Linked DNA regions of Mus musculus: region 1 is linked to region 2. Evidence: chromatin contacts called from public ChIA-PET data. All regions are on one chromosome and are shown on one strand. The core of a region is the stretch at or near the end of the contact, and the rest is flanking DNA. Distances in the headings are between cores, read along the strand shown. Region 1 holds the start of Arcn1 (archain 1). Region 2 holds the start of Il10ra (interleukin 10 receptor, alpha).

Region 1 (6,627 bases), core at 2,439-4,938, 500 kb after region 2:
AAATGAGAGACTCATACGTGCTTCTTTAAAAAAGAAAATCGATACCTAAAAATTGTACAGAGTTATGGGGCATTTTGTGTTGTTTCTATACATGTGTACATTACAAAATATTCAAGTCCTAGCATTTCTAGATTCTCAACCTTTTAAAACAAACAACTTGGGGCTGGTGAGATGGCTCAGTGGGTAAGAGTACCTGACTGCTCTTCCAAAGGTCCAGTGTTCAAGTCCCAGCAACCACATGGTGGCTCACAACCATCCGTAACAAGATCTGACGCCCTCTTCTGGTGTGTCTGAAGACAGCTACAGTGTACTTACATATAATAAATAAATAAATCTTTAAAAAAAAAAAACCAAACAACTTGATGTATGATCTTATAGATGGTTGTGAGCCAGCATGTGGATGCTGGGAATTGAACTCAGGACTTCTGGAAGAATAGACAGTATTTTTAACGGCTGAGCCATCTCTCCAGCCCTTCAACTTTTCCTTTTCTTACTTGACACAAGGGCTCATGATGCTTGTGGCCTGCATCTCACTATATGGACTTGGCCTCAAACTCATAGTATCCTGCTTTTGCCTCTCAAGTGCTGCTGTTTCACATGTGTGCTGCCAACAGTTCTCATTATTTTGTGGGGAAAAAAATCAGGGTTCTTCCTTCTAGGTTTTTTTTTTTTTTATAAAATATATACTAAACTATATTTTGTCCTTAATAGTCAACTTTTCTATGCAACAGAACACCAGAACATATTTCTTCCTTTTTTAAATTTTATTTTTATTTTATGTATATTTGTGTCCTGCTTGCATGTATGTCTATATGAGGCTGTCAGAGTCCCTGGAACAGGAGTTAAAGACAGCTGTGAGCTGACATGTGGATGTTGGAAATTGAACCTAGGTTCTCTAGAAGAGCAGTTAATACTCTTAATCACTGAACTATCTCTCCAGCCCTTTCTTTCTTTTTTCTTTTCTTTTTTTTTTGTTTTGTTTTGTTTTGTTTTTTTGAGACAGGGTTTCTCTGTGTAGCCCTGGCTGTCCTGGAACTCACTCTGTAGACCAGGCTGGCCTCGAACTCAGAAATCCGCCTGCCTCTGCCTCCCAAGTGCTGGGATTAAAGTCGTGCACCACCACTGCCCGGCTAATTTTTATTTTATTTTCTGTTAGTGTTTTTCTAATTCCTAAAAAATATTGGGGCTGGAGAGATGACTCAGCAGATAAGAATACAACCATCTGTAAATGGGATCTGATGCTCTCTCTGGCATGTCTGAAGACAATGATAGTGTACTTACATACCTAAAATAAATAAATAGTTTTATAAAAAGATTTTATTTACTTTTATATGTATGGGTATTTTACCTGCAAGTATGTTTATGCATCATCTACAAGCCTGGTACCCTCAGAGTCACAAAGAGGGTGTCCGATCTCTTGGAATCGGAATTATAGATGGTTGTGAGCTGCCACGTAGGTGTTAGAAATTGAACCTTAGTCCTCTGGAACAGCAGAGGGTCCTTGTAAATCCCTAAGTCTATCTCTTCAGCCCAGACTTTAAACTCGAGTTTCCTGCCTCTGCCTCCCAAGTGCTGAGATCAAACATGTGTCACCAGAGCTGGCTTTTGTCCCTGATGGGTATGTGGCACATGCCTTTAATCTCAGCACTTGGGAGGCAGAGGCATGTAGATCTCTAAGTTCAATGCCAGCCTGGTTTATAGAGCAAATTCCAAGACAGCCAGGATTACACAGACTAACCCTCTCCGGGGAGACCTTTCTTTTCCTTTTTAATGTACAGAATTTCTCCAGTTTCACCCAAGCTGTTGCAGATGGCTCACCTCAACGCTTCGTTGGGGTGTATACAGTATTTTCTTTATCCACTTGTCAGTTGGTGGACACAAGGTTTTCTATTTTGGGGCTACTAACTAGCACACACCTCTTTTGTGCTGCTTCAAGTTAAAAAGAGAATTGCCTCTAATCTTAACACTAAGGATGTAAAGGCAGACAGACCTCTGTGTGTTCGTGACCAGCCTCATCTACATAGTGAGTTCTAGGTCAGGCAGGTATAGGAAGTAAAACTGCCTCAAAAATATGTTTTGAGTAGAATTGCTATTTTTGGTTTTATCTTTGTGATGCTATGTCCATAATAACAAGTATAAATTGTTGAGCAGTTACTGTGGTGGAACACTTAGCTTATACAGTCTAATTTATTTTCTATTATCTAACTCTATAAATTTATGAAGTATGTGCTCCCACCAGTTTAAAGAGTAATAACAGGCTTAGAGAGGTGTAGTGAGTTAACTAACGACTAAGGCCTTGAGTACTGAAAAGAATTTAAGCACAGGTCGCGCTGATTCCTCGTTTGTTTTTACTTCTGTTATACAGCCTCTAAGGCGCGCCTGACCAAGGACACTTGTGAACATACATTTTCTTTTCTTTCTTTTTTGAGGCAGGAGAAAACCAAATCTGCAAGAGCAATATAGGATTTTAACTGCTGAGCTATCTCTCAGGACCCTAAAACAAACAAACAAACAAACAAACAAAAAACCCCAGCCCTTTGAAGTATACAGTTCAGGACTGGAGAGGGGGTTCAGCAGTCAAGAGTATCCGTTGCTGTTTCAAAAAGCCCCAGTTCGATTCCCAGCACCCATATCAGGCAGCGCCTGCATTCGCAGGCACATGTCTGAACACACATAGGATTTAAAAATAAAATAATTACATATTGAAGATAAACCGTACAGTTCAGTGGCTTTCAGGATATCTGCCTCTGGGTAATTCCATGGCACTTACATTCCAAACATAATGCACTAGCCGCTATGTCCTAGTCTTCTGGAACTCCGATAAATCACTTATAAGCTTTCTAATTTCACAGATATCCCTGGTTTAGTCATTGCAAACAAATAGTGGCCTTTGCATCTGTTTCTTTACACCTGTTTTCAAGGCTAATCTATGTTGTATGTGTCAGTATTTTATTAGTGCTTTGCTTCTCAAGACAGGGTTTCTCTGTGTAGCTCTCTCTGGCTATCCCAGACTTGTTTTGTAGACCAGGCTGGCTTCAAATTTACAGAGATCGTCCTGCCCCTGGCTCCCGAGTACTGGGATTAAAGGCGTGTGCCCGGCTGGACAATTTTTGGTCTTCCTCCTCAGTTTCCTAATTTACCTGGAATTGATTACAGGTGAGGGGACACCATGCCGGCTTTATTACGGGAGTTCTAGACGTTATGTATTCAGGATACTAGTTCCTCATGGTCACAGATTATTTTATATATTCCATTGAGTGTTTTTACGAACTTTAAGAAGCAGCACCAAGGGCTGGTGAGATGGCTCAGTGGGTAAGAGCACCCGACTGCTCTTCCGAAGGTCCGGAGTTCAAATCCCAGCAACCACATGGTGGCTCACAACCATCCGTAACGAGATCTGACTCCCTCTTCTGGAGTGTCTGAAGACAGCTACAGTGTACTTACATATAATAATAAATAAATCTTTAAAAAAAAAAAAAAAAAAAAAAAAAAAAGAAGCAGCACCAAATAAACGCAGGCGAAGAGAAAGAAAGGACAGAGGAATGACGCTCCACAATTCTAGCCAAACCTGCAAATCCTGGGCTAACAGGGGTCTGAGTTTCCTGGCTTCGGAGCTTACTGGCCCCGCCCCCCGCCCTTTGACCCGCGCCGTTTCCGGTTGGAGACGTGGCTTGGGGCCGCCATCTTGGCAAGAGGCGAAGCGGCGGAGGCTCCTGTCAGGGGCGGCAGGTCCGGAGCGGCCAGAGCTCCGCGTCTCTGGGCAGCAGCCCGAGTCCCCGCAGAGCCAGAGCGCGGCGCAGCGCGCCCCACCTGCGGCCTCACCATGGTAAGCGCCGAGCCGGGTTCCCTCGCCACGTCCTCGCCGGCTGGGCCGGGACCGCAGGAGCCGCGCCCGGAGCCCTGCTGTCGGCCCAGGCTTGGCACGGCCTCCCGGAGTCCTAGAGCGAAAGCTGCCGCGCCCACCTAGCCTCCGCCGGCAGCGCCGCCACGTCCGCCCGCCCGCCACTCGGGCTGGTGGTTGTCGCGCGGGTCTTCCGTCCTCAGGTCCCGCCGGTTCCCTGCGAGCTCCGGAACCGCAGGGCTGGAGGCTGGGCCTGTCCGCCGCTTTTCGTCCTCTTGTCACCACGCCTCAAAGCTTTTCTTCTCCCTCCTCCACCTCTTAATTGAAAGGGGGAAGTAGAGGCAGTGCGGAAATGGTAACTTCGGGCGCCCGTTTGAGGGACCCCGGTGTCCCCGTAGCTACCCTGTGCTAGGGTAGCGCGTACGTGTCTTTGGCAGCGAGGCTGGTGCAGAGTGTATATAGAACGTAGAGAAACGGAGTGACAGCACAGGGTTTCTGTCTTTAAGGGACCGACCGTTTTGGTGGAGTGACAGGAGTGTGGCTTACTGTAATCACAGCTGTTATGTGGAATAGGAGAGGTGGGCTGTGCTTGGGGACTCTGATGCCAGCGGAGCTTATTTCTCTATGAACTCATCTGTTACCAAGATAGGAGAGGTTATTTGTAGGTGAGGGTAGGAGAAAGCAGAATTAACTCCACCAGATCCTCCTTAATCGACTGAAATCTGAATATTCGGGAATAAGAGGAGATCCTTAGATCTAGTAACTTTTGAAGAATTTTTAAAGGTGCTTTGAAAGCATACCTAAGTAACATGACTGACTCTCTTGGTACTTGTCCTATTAAGTTCTACTAACAACTCTTTTGATAAGAATTTGGTTAGAGGAGAAATTCATGTTTGGTCTTTAAACCACAGAAAGTTTCTTTTCCAGCCTCAGGTGTATAAAATTTACATCAAGTAGGCTTGCCTCCCAAAATTTGGTATTAGACATAAAATTTCCAAAACCTCATATACCGACCCTGAGCCCCAATTCCATGAGTTGATGTTGTTGTTGTTATTGTGTATGTTTTTTCTTTTATATTTTAAGATGTTTTTATTTTATGTATATGAAGTTGTGTGTCTGTGCAATACCTGAAGATGGTATTGGATTCCCTAGAACTATAGTTATGGACACTTATCAGCCTCCCTGTGGTACAGGGATTCTAACCTACGTCCTATGCAAGAACAAGAAGTACTCTTAACTGCTGAGCCATACCTCTAGCCTCCATTTTTTTTAGTTTTAGAGAAAAGGTTTCTCACTATGCTGACCTGGCTGTTCTGAAACTCATTCTATTGACCAGGCTTCCCATCACTAGAATTAAAGGTGTGCACCTACTCTTTTACGTTTTAGGGAGTGTTCATAGTTTATGTTAGAGTGTGTAATTTTAAAACTAACATTAGAACCTTATGGAAACAAAAGTCCAGATAACCTTTACCAAAATCTAGTTTGTTAAAATGTTCTTGGAACTTTTAATATTTTAAATTCGTTGATAATGGAGGAATATGTCAGACTTGGTGGTACATGTCTTTAATTCCAGCACTAGGGAGGCAGAGGCAGGCAGATATTTGAGTTTAAGGCCACCTTGGTCTACAGATTGAATTCCAAGACAGCCAGGGGTACACAGGGAAACCCTGTCTCAAAACAAAATGAAAGATTGTTGTGAAACAGTAAAGCTCTAGGTATTCCATGGTAATGTGTGTATACATATACATGTGTGCATATATGTGTAAACTTTTGTATGTGTGCATACAAATATTTTTGTTTGTCCTTTTGATGTGAATACATATTCATATAGCTGTGTCCTATATTTCCGAATACAATACGACACTTAGCATGATCCAGATACGTACAGACTCCTGTGTCATGGAGAGCAGTTATCTCAGCATATTCTACTCTGTCAAGTCAGAGGCCTGCTTGGTAGTACTTCTGTATGTTTTTGGGCCCTACTTAATTACAGAAAAATCACTGTACCATAGAGTTATATCAAGTGGGGTGAAATTTTGATCTTTAAGGTTGCATCAAAATTTCTCATAGTTTTTCCTCAACTTTTTTTTTTTTTTGGTTTTTCGAGACAGGGTTTCTCTGTATAGCCCTGGCTGTCCTGGAACTCACTTTGTAGACCAGGCTGTCCTCAAACTCAGAAATCTACCTGCCTCTGCCTCCCGAGTGCTGGGATTAATACAAGATTTCCCAACATTTAGAACATTTCACAGACCCCTATAGGGAACAGTCCTGTAACTACCAACTAGTTTCTCTTAAAATTTCATTATAATTATTTTATCACACACCTAAATCATTCATCCATTTCTTTCTATCTTTTAAAAACATATTTCAGAATAAGCTACAGGTCCATAAACATTGTTTTGAGAAATAAACTTTTTTGGTTTTACTGAATTATAAATGCAAAATATCCAAGAGAAAATATCTTTTCTTTAACCGGAAGATCTCTATATAGTCCAGGCTGACCTGGAATTCACCATCATCTTGTCTCCGCTTCCTGACAGACTTGACCATGCTGGCTGAAATGCATCTTCTGATTTGTCCTTTTTCTTTAGTTTTCTGCAAGCTTAGTTTTCTTAACATTTGCCAAGCATTTTTTTAACTAACTTATTTTTGAATAAACTTGATTAGTCCTGTGATACCACCCATTTCTAAAATTTGCTTATCTACAAAACATTGTTCTTAATTAAGATAGTAAATAGACTTACTATGATGACAGATATCTTTACCTACTGAGAAGTTTTCAAATG
Region 2 (6,478 bases), core at 644-3,143:
TCTGCCATGGAACCTTCCTTGTTCTCAGCCCTGTGTCCCCTTGTTAGTCTGTACTTTCCTTCCCAGAAACTGTTAAAATCTCCGCTCACTTTCTGTCTCTGGCAAGGTGGTTTCTAGAGGAAGGGGCCTGGTTTTGGCCAGCATCAGCTTGTGACTGTAAATTCTGGTATGTGGAAGAACCATCTCGATCGTCCCTTAAAACAGCCAAGGTGCAAGGCTTTAAAATTCTTATAACTCAACCAAAAACTAAAAGGAAGACAACTGAGGAAGAAACACCGCAGTGTCCTCTTTTTTAAGAGGTAAACGGGGACTAAGAAGTCATGCCCGGGTACTTGCGTCACGCCTGGGTACTTGTGTCACGCCAAGCAGTATATGTGCTTTACCAGCGGAAGGATGGGCAGTGCAGAACAGCAATTAAAACAAAGTCCTCCCACATTAAGAAGTCTGAAGTTTTCCAACATGGCTGACATGAGGGTATTCACAGTGACGAGGGTATCCCTGAGTGTGGTTCTCACTGATTGTGTGTGTGTGCGTGTGTGTGTGTGTGTGTGTGTGCTCGATGCTATGGTTCACAGATATTACTTCCAACTAGCTGAATAGCTAGGGCAGCCCAGTCCTCACAGACAAGCACCTTTCCCAGTGAGTTCCCTCGGCACAGAACATGATCCCACTCCACTTGGCATCCTCTGTCTAGGCCACTGGACATAGCACTATCCACTCCCACGGTGTTTAGACAAAGCTTGTGTCTCCACAAGCCAAGGGGGTGGTGTGCATCACTAGCTCTCAGGTCACGACGGCAGTGCTCGTGTCTGACACCCCCAAGTTGGAGGGTCCTTCTCCAGGTTCAGAGGTTGCCCAAATCTTTGACATAGTAACAGTACTTTGTCATCTACGAACTTCACACCGGAGAACCATCCAATCCAATTTCCAGGAAGAAAAAGAAAAATTTAACAAATACCTCATACTGTTTTCAGTCAGTTTCTAATTTGATGGGAGGCAGGATTGGTATTGGCACTGAGAATCATGCAATTTGCAGACCGATGGCTGGCCAAGCCTTCTCAAGGCAGTAGTGTCTTCCGTGTGACAGGTAGGCTCTGAGGGGAATAGAAAGTGACTTCTTGAGAGCAAGGGCATCCTAGTGACTCCAGCCCTTCCTTGGCTTCTGTGCCTCCTCAGAACAAAAACAGGGCTTCCAGGATAGCATGAATATGTACCTGGCAGATGACCCCACGGGCGCTGTACACCTCACAATTAGATCCCTGAAAATCATGTAAGTGACATACTCACAGTATCAGCGCCACCTGCCAATAAGTCAGGTGGACAAAGCTTGGTCTCTCACACAATTAACATCTTTGGTGACACTGGAGGGCAGACAGATGTCCTGGTCACTGAAGAGGCATCTGAGTGATACCAGGTCCCTCAAGGCGCCTATTGACACTTCTAACCTGCAGATTTAGGGCAAGAACAACCTAAAGGGCCTGGGGGTGTCATGGACTCCCACCAAGAGTCAGGTAGGGACGTTCCCTCACTGTTGGCTTAGCAGAGGGCCCTGCATAGAGGTCCCAGGACTTTCACACATGTACCTGCACGCTTGTGCTTTGCTCCTGGCCCAGTCAGTAATTCCAATTGCTACAACAGAGAGGGGAAGGGGGCAAGGGGAAGGGGAGGGGGAGGGAGAGGGGAGACAGGCTGTCCAGTCGGTGTGAGAGTTAAGAGCCCAGCCACAGAAAGCCTCAGCTGCTCTTTCACCTTGAGACAAATGCCCCAGAACTAGCTAGACTTCGCTGCCTGCTGAGGTTCCTGCGGAGGTTCCCAAGCTCCGTGGGCTGAGGGCGGAGCAACGAGGCTCCGCCTTCAGGTTGATGTCAAGCTGGCCCTGTGGATCCAGCGGCAGTCTTCAGTTCTCAGGACGCCGCCGGCCGGAGGCGTAAAGGCCGGCTCCAGTGGACGATGCCGCTGTGCGCCCAGGATGTTGTCGCGTTTGCTCCCATTCCTCGTCACGATCTCCAGCCTGAGCCTAGAATTCATTGCATACGGTAGGCTCCCCAGCGCTCGCTCTGTTGCTTTAAAGTTCACATTCGCGGGAGAATCTGCTTGGATGGGCTGGGGTCCCGCCCCAGCTCCTTCATGCTGGCAAAACGGTCTCCGGCTCACCTGCTGTTTAAGTGGAGGAGGCTAAGATTAACTGTGGCTGTTTGGGAGTGGCCAGCGATGGATGGGTAAAGCCTATAGTTTCCGTCCTGTACGTACCCTTGTTCCTCAAATCATTATCCTACCACCTCCGGACAATCCATAACTTAGCCCTCACTTTTCGGCTGTTCTGGTTCTTCCGTGGGTCTGATCGTGCCCCTTCTTAGTTAGGCTCCTCTCCCTGAACCCTACCATCTCACCCCATCCCTTCTTTCTGCCCACCCTTCCCGACCACCCTGTTAGTCTTTAGCCCACAATTCATCTCCGCTGCCTGCTGCCCACCCCCCTCACACACACACACTTTACCCACTCCTCAGCTCAGGCTAGGTTCCTGTAGCCCAGGAGAGAATGAAAAAGTGGAGAGTTGGAGGGACCAAGTGGCACAGAAGTACGAAGACCGGGGACCCCAAAACACACTTTTACAGGAGTTCAAAGTAAAAAGAGCACAGTCAGTCATGTTATCTACAGAGGCACTGGGGATGTGCCCCGCTGAACATCACAAACACGGGCTGAGGTTTTCACTCCCCCTCTCAGAGTTTTGCAACTGAAACACAACCTTGAGATTCAAAGAAAGGGGTGGGGGGGGGGAAGGGCTGGGACAAGTATGTTTTCTGAGAATGACAGGGTCACTGAAAGAGAACTGAGAACTGTGACTCTCAGAGAGCTGGCAGTTTGGAGAAGGAAAGTGTTGCAGAGCTGCCTTCAAGAGGAGACATCTTAAAGGGTCAAGAAGGCTGGAGAGGAACAAGGGCTATTGTCCTTGCAACACACTTAAGCCCGCAGAACTCATCAGGAGAATTCAATAGGAATGCTTATTGTATTGTTACAAAAAGGGCAGAGGATCTCAAGGGGGTCACTCCTCTGCTCCTGGTCATACTGGCAAGCTGCTAGCTCCAGGCTCCTGTGTCAGCTCTTTAGAACTAATAGAGTGGGAGACTACAGGTACTTCACAGCTGAGTTTTCGAGGAGGCCAGGAGGCTGGACCGCTGACGTTCATTGTCTCCATTTGAGGCTCGCCTAGGCATCTGATTATACTGATGTCCATGTCTGAGCTACAGCTTTCCTAGAAACTAGGGACTGTGGGGATACCCTGTGCCTGGACCACAAGATGTCTGTGTAGACAAGCAGGGTGCCTACGGATCCAGATAAGGTCAAGGGTCATGGCTTGGATGAGAACTCAGTCCTGGAATGTCGCTAGAACAGGAACAGGCTTTGGCCAGAGAGCCAGGGACCGGCTCATCTGAGAGCCACTCCTGGCCATTATCCTGGAATGTAACAGACCCAACTTGCCTTTGTCAGTCCCTTGTGAGGCTTCTCATCCCACATCACACAAGCATAGAAAGACAAGACTCTAGCTTTGGATTCAGACACATTCTGGATATAGACCACCACCATGCCCCTTACTGGCTCCACTGGCCTTGGGCCAACTATCTGATTCTCTGGGATTCTATTTCTTCTTCACTAAGTTCGGCATGTGTCTAGAGCCCAGAGCTGCTGTGATCACTAAACCGAACATATATATGTAAAGCACCCAGCCCCTCCCTCCCAAAGTACTCTTGCGGCTTTCACCACCCTCTTCCTAGTCCCCCGGGTACCTCTGCTTTCTCTAGTGTTAGAATTCTTTCCCCTAGGGACAGAACTGCCAAGCCCTTCCTATGTGTGGTTTGAAGCCAGATTTTTCCAGCACATCCTCCACTGGAAACCTATCCCAAACCAGTCTGAGAGCACCTACTATGAAGTGGCCCTCAAACAGTAAGGAAAGAGGCACAGGGGGACCAAATGGAGGCGGGAGGGGGGGGGGACGACTAGGTGGCTACCTTACTATTGAAATGAGACTAAAAGGGACTCTGACACATACTTGCTTGAGTGTCATATGAGTTGAGCAATGTGCTGGGACCCCTAAGGTGAGCAGCTGTTGGCTTGGAGGGCTTCCTGGTATTCTGGAAAAGCATTCATAAACCTAACTACAAGAAAGGAAACAGGGGATTGCAGAGTGGGCTCATACAGTCTTAGGGGGGAATGAGCTACTTAAATTCCCACCCAGGGGCTTTCTAGAACATGGATGTCAACAGAGACCTTGGCCAAGGGCCTGAGGACTGTTCCCTTTGTCATTAAGGAAACGTTCTGCCTGGCCTTTCCCTCCCCTCTTAAGAGGAGAAAGGTTTGGGCACAAGCTGTTCCCTCAGTGTCCGTTCTGATATCTCCTCAGGTACGGAAACTCAACCTGGAATGACATCCATATCTGTAGAAAGGCTCAGGCATTGTCCTGTGATCTCACAACGTTCACCCTGGATCTGTATCACCGAAGCTATGGCTACCGGGCCAGAGTCCGGGCAGTGGACAACAGTCAGTACTCCAACTGGACCACCACTGAGACTCGCTTCACAGTGGATGAAGGTGCTTTGCCTCTACTGGGCTTAGAACATGGCCTTCCGGGACAGTTCCAGCCAGGAACTCCAGCCTAGGGCTTGTTCTGTCTGTTCTCACCACTTTAAAGTCACCAGACTTCCTGGCCAGCAAACTGACTGCCTTAACAGATCTGTCTGAGATTTTTAAAGGGAAGTGACATTGTTTATCCTCCATACGAGAGGTCTTGGGATGGGTGGGGTGTCTGTGTCATGAAAGCCACATGTATGAACTTGTCGAGTTTAGGATGAGGCACTGGATTTTGAGCACTCAGGGACACAGTTCAGATGAGGCCTGGCCCCGCGTAGAGAGAATCTCCCAGCTTGTACCTTTGAGGCTGGAAGATGTACTGATGAAAAAAAAAAATCCAAGACAATTTCTGGGGAGTCCCAGGGCAGTTAGCTAGCCACAGTGGAACCCTTCAATCCACACTGGATCTGCACAGGGTCTGGCTACAAGATGGTCTCACCCTGTAGGACTCAGAGCTAGAAGTGACATCTGGGAGGTCGCTGTTTCCCCAAGGCCAGCTTATATGCTCGGGCTCAGCTGCCTGCAGAAAGCATATGCAAGGGAGTAGCTTTAAAAGTTGTATTTCAAGGACCCAGGCTGAGCTATTCAATTCCCTGGGTGCTAGAGACCCATAAGACACATTCTCTAAGATGTTCTCATGCGGGGTAGAGCTGTAAACCTGAGGTCTAGGTTTTAGAGTTGGAAAGGTTTGATCCTAGAGTGAGGCTCTGGATGCTCTCCCTAGCCTTTGCCCTCATGTCTTCACCTGTCTCTCACTTAGTGATTCTGACAGTGGATAGCGTGACTCTGAAAGCAATGGACGGCATCATCTATGGGACAATCCATCCCCCCAGGCCCACGATAACCCCTGCAGGGGATGAGTACGAACAAGTCTTCAAGGATCTCCGAGTTTACAAGATTTCCATCCGGAAGTTCTCAGAACTAAAGGTATGATGCTCCCCAGGGCCACCTGGATTGGAATCACTTTCTTGTCCCACTGGGGAGCTTGGCACATATAGGACAAAGAGGTTATGGGGAGCCAGGAGGGACCTGATATTCAAACTGTGCTCCCAGGGGAGAGTGAGAAGAACACACCTATCATCATCAATGATCAACGGTGATGATCAACGGTGATCAGTAGTATCAACCGTGCACAATGCATGCGACAACTACCCTCGAGTGTTTTCTTCCAGTTTGTAGATAAGGAAGGAAGCTGTAAAAACATGCTGGGGTCCAACCCCTGCAGTCTGGAACCCATCAAATACTCTCTCGCTTCAGCTTTTTCTAGTTCTTTCTGTGAAGAGTCTCCACTTCTATCAAAGACTCCCTTTGCTCTGTTAAAATAAAAGCGGAGGGCTGGGGTGATGGCTGAGCAGGTAACCAGCTTTCTGTGCACAAGCATGAGGAGCTGAGTTCAAATCCCTGCAACCCACATAAAGCCGGACTTAGAAGCACACACTTAGAATCCATTTCTCCTACGGTAAGATGGAAGCTGGAGACGAGAGACTCAGAGGAAGCTTCAGGTCAGCTCTAGGCTGGAGTTCACAGTGGCAAACACCAAAGAGGGCTTGTCTCAAACAAAGTGGAAGACGGAAGACTGACGTCTGGTTGTTCTCTGACGTTCACACTACACTAACACACACAAATACGCACATGCGTACATGCGTGTGCACACACATCAGATATACATACCCACACACAAAGATTAGATTGGTAGAGAGATGATAGTCTGTACTGACACCCACAGGGTTTGTTATCTTAGATGCCTGAAGACTTGGCAGAGGAGGCTCTAAAGTGCCCCACTCACCCAGGGCTGGTTCACCTAGCAGCAATCCTTGTCTAGCATCACAAAGCACTGGGTTCATCTCCAGCA

What was found. ChIA-PET counts read pairs in DNA pulled down with a chosen protein or histone mark.
Region 1: a contact with region 2 is called in an RNA polymerase II ChIA-PET map of memory CD8 T cells, with 20 read pairs. The contact joins the promoter of Arcn1 here to the promoter of Il10ra in region 2.

What each region holds. Positions count from the first base shown.
Region 1 is chr9:44,764,869-44,771,495 of GRCm38.p6, reverse strand. Arcn1 (archain 1) reads left to right here and starts at 3,688. Exons shown (of 10, transcript NM_145985.4): 1 at 3,688-3,826. The coding sequence starts at 3,824. It also overlaps a transcript of Ift46 not described here.
Region 2 is chr9:45,264,564-45,271,041 of GRCm38.p6, reverse strand. It overlaps Il10ra (interleukin 10 receptor, alpha), which reads left to right and starts at 1,893. Exons shown (of 7, transcript NM_008348.3): 1 at 1,893-2,036; 2 at 3,822-3,942; 3 at 4,400-4,587; 4 at 5,387-5,553. The coding sequence starts at 1,970. It overlaps Mir7086 (microRNA 7086), which reads left to right and starts at 4,335; the gene lies at 4,335-4,399.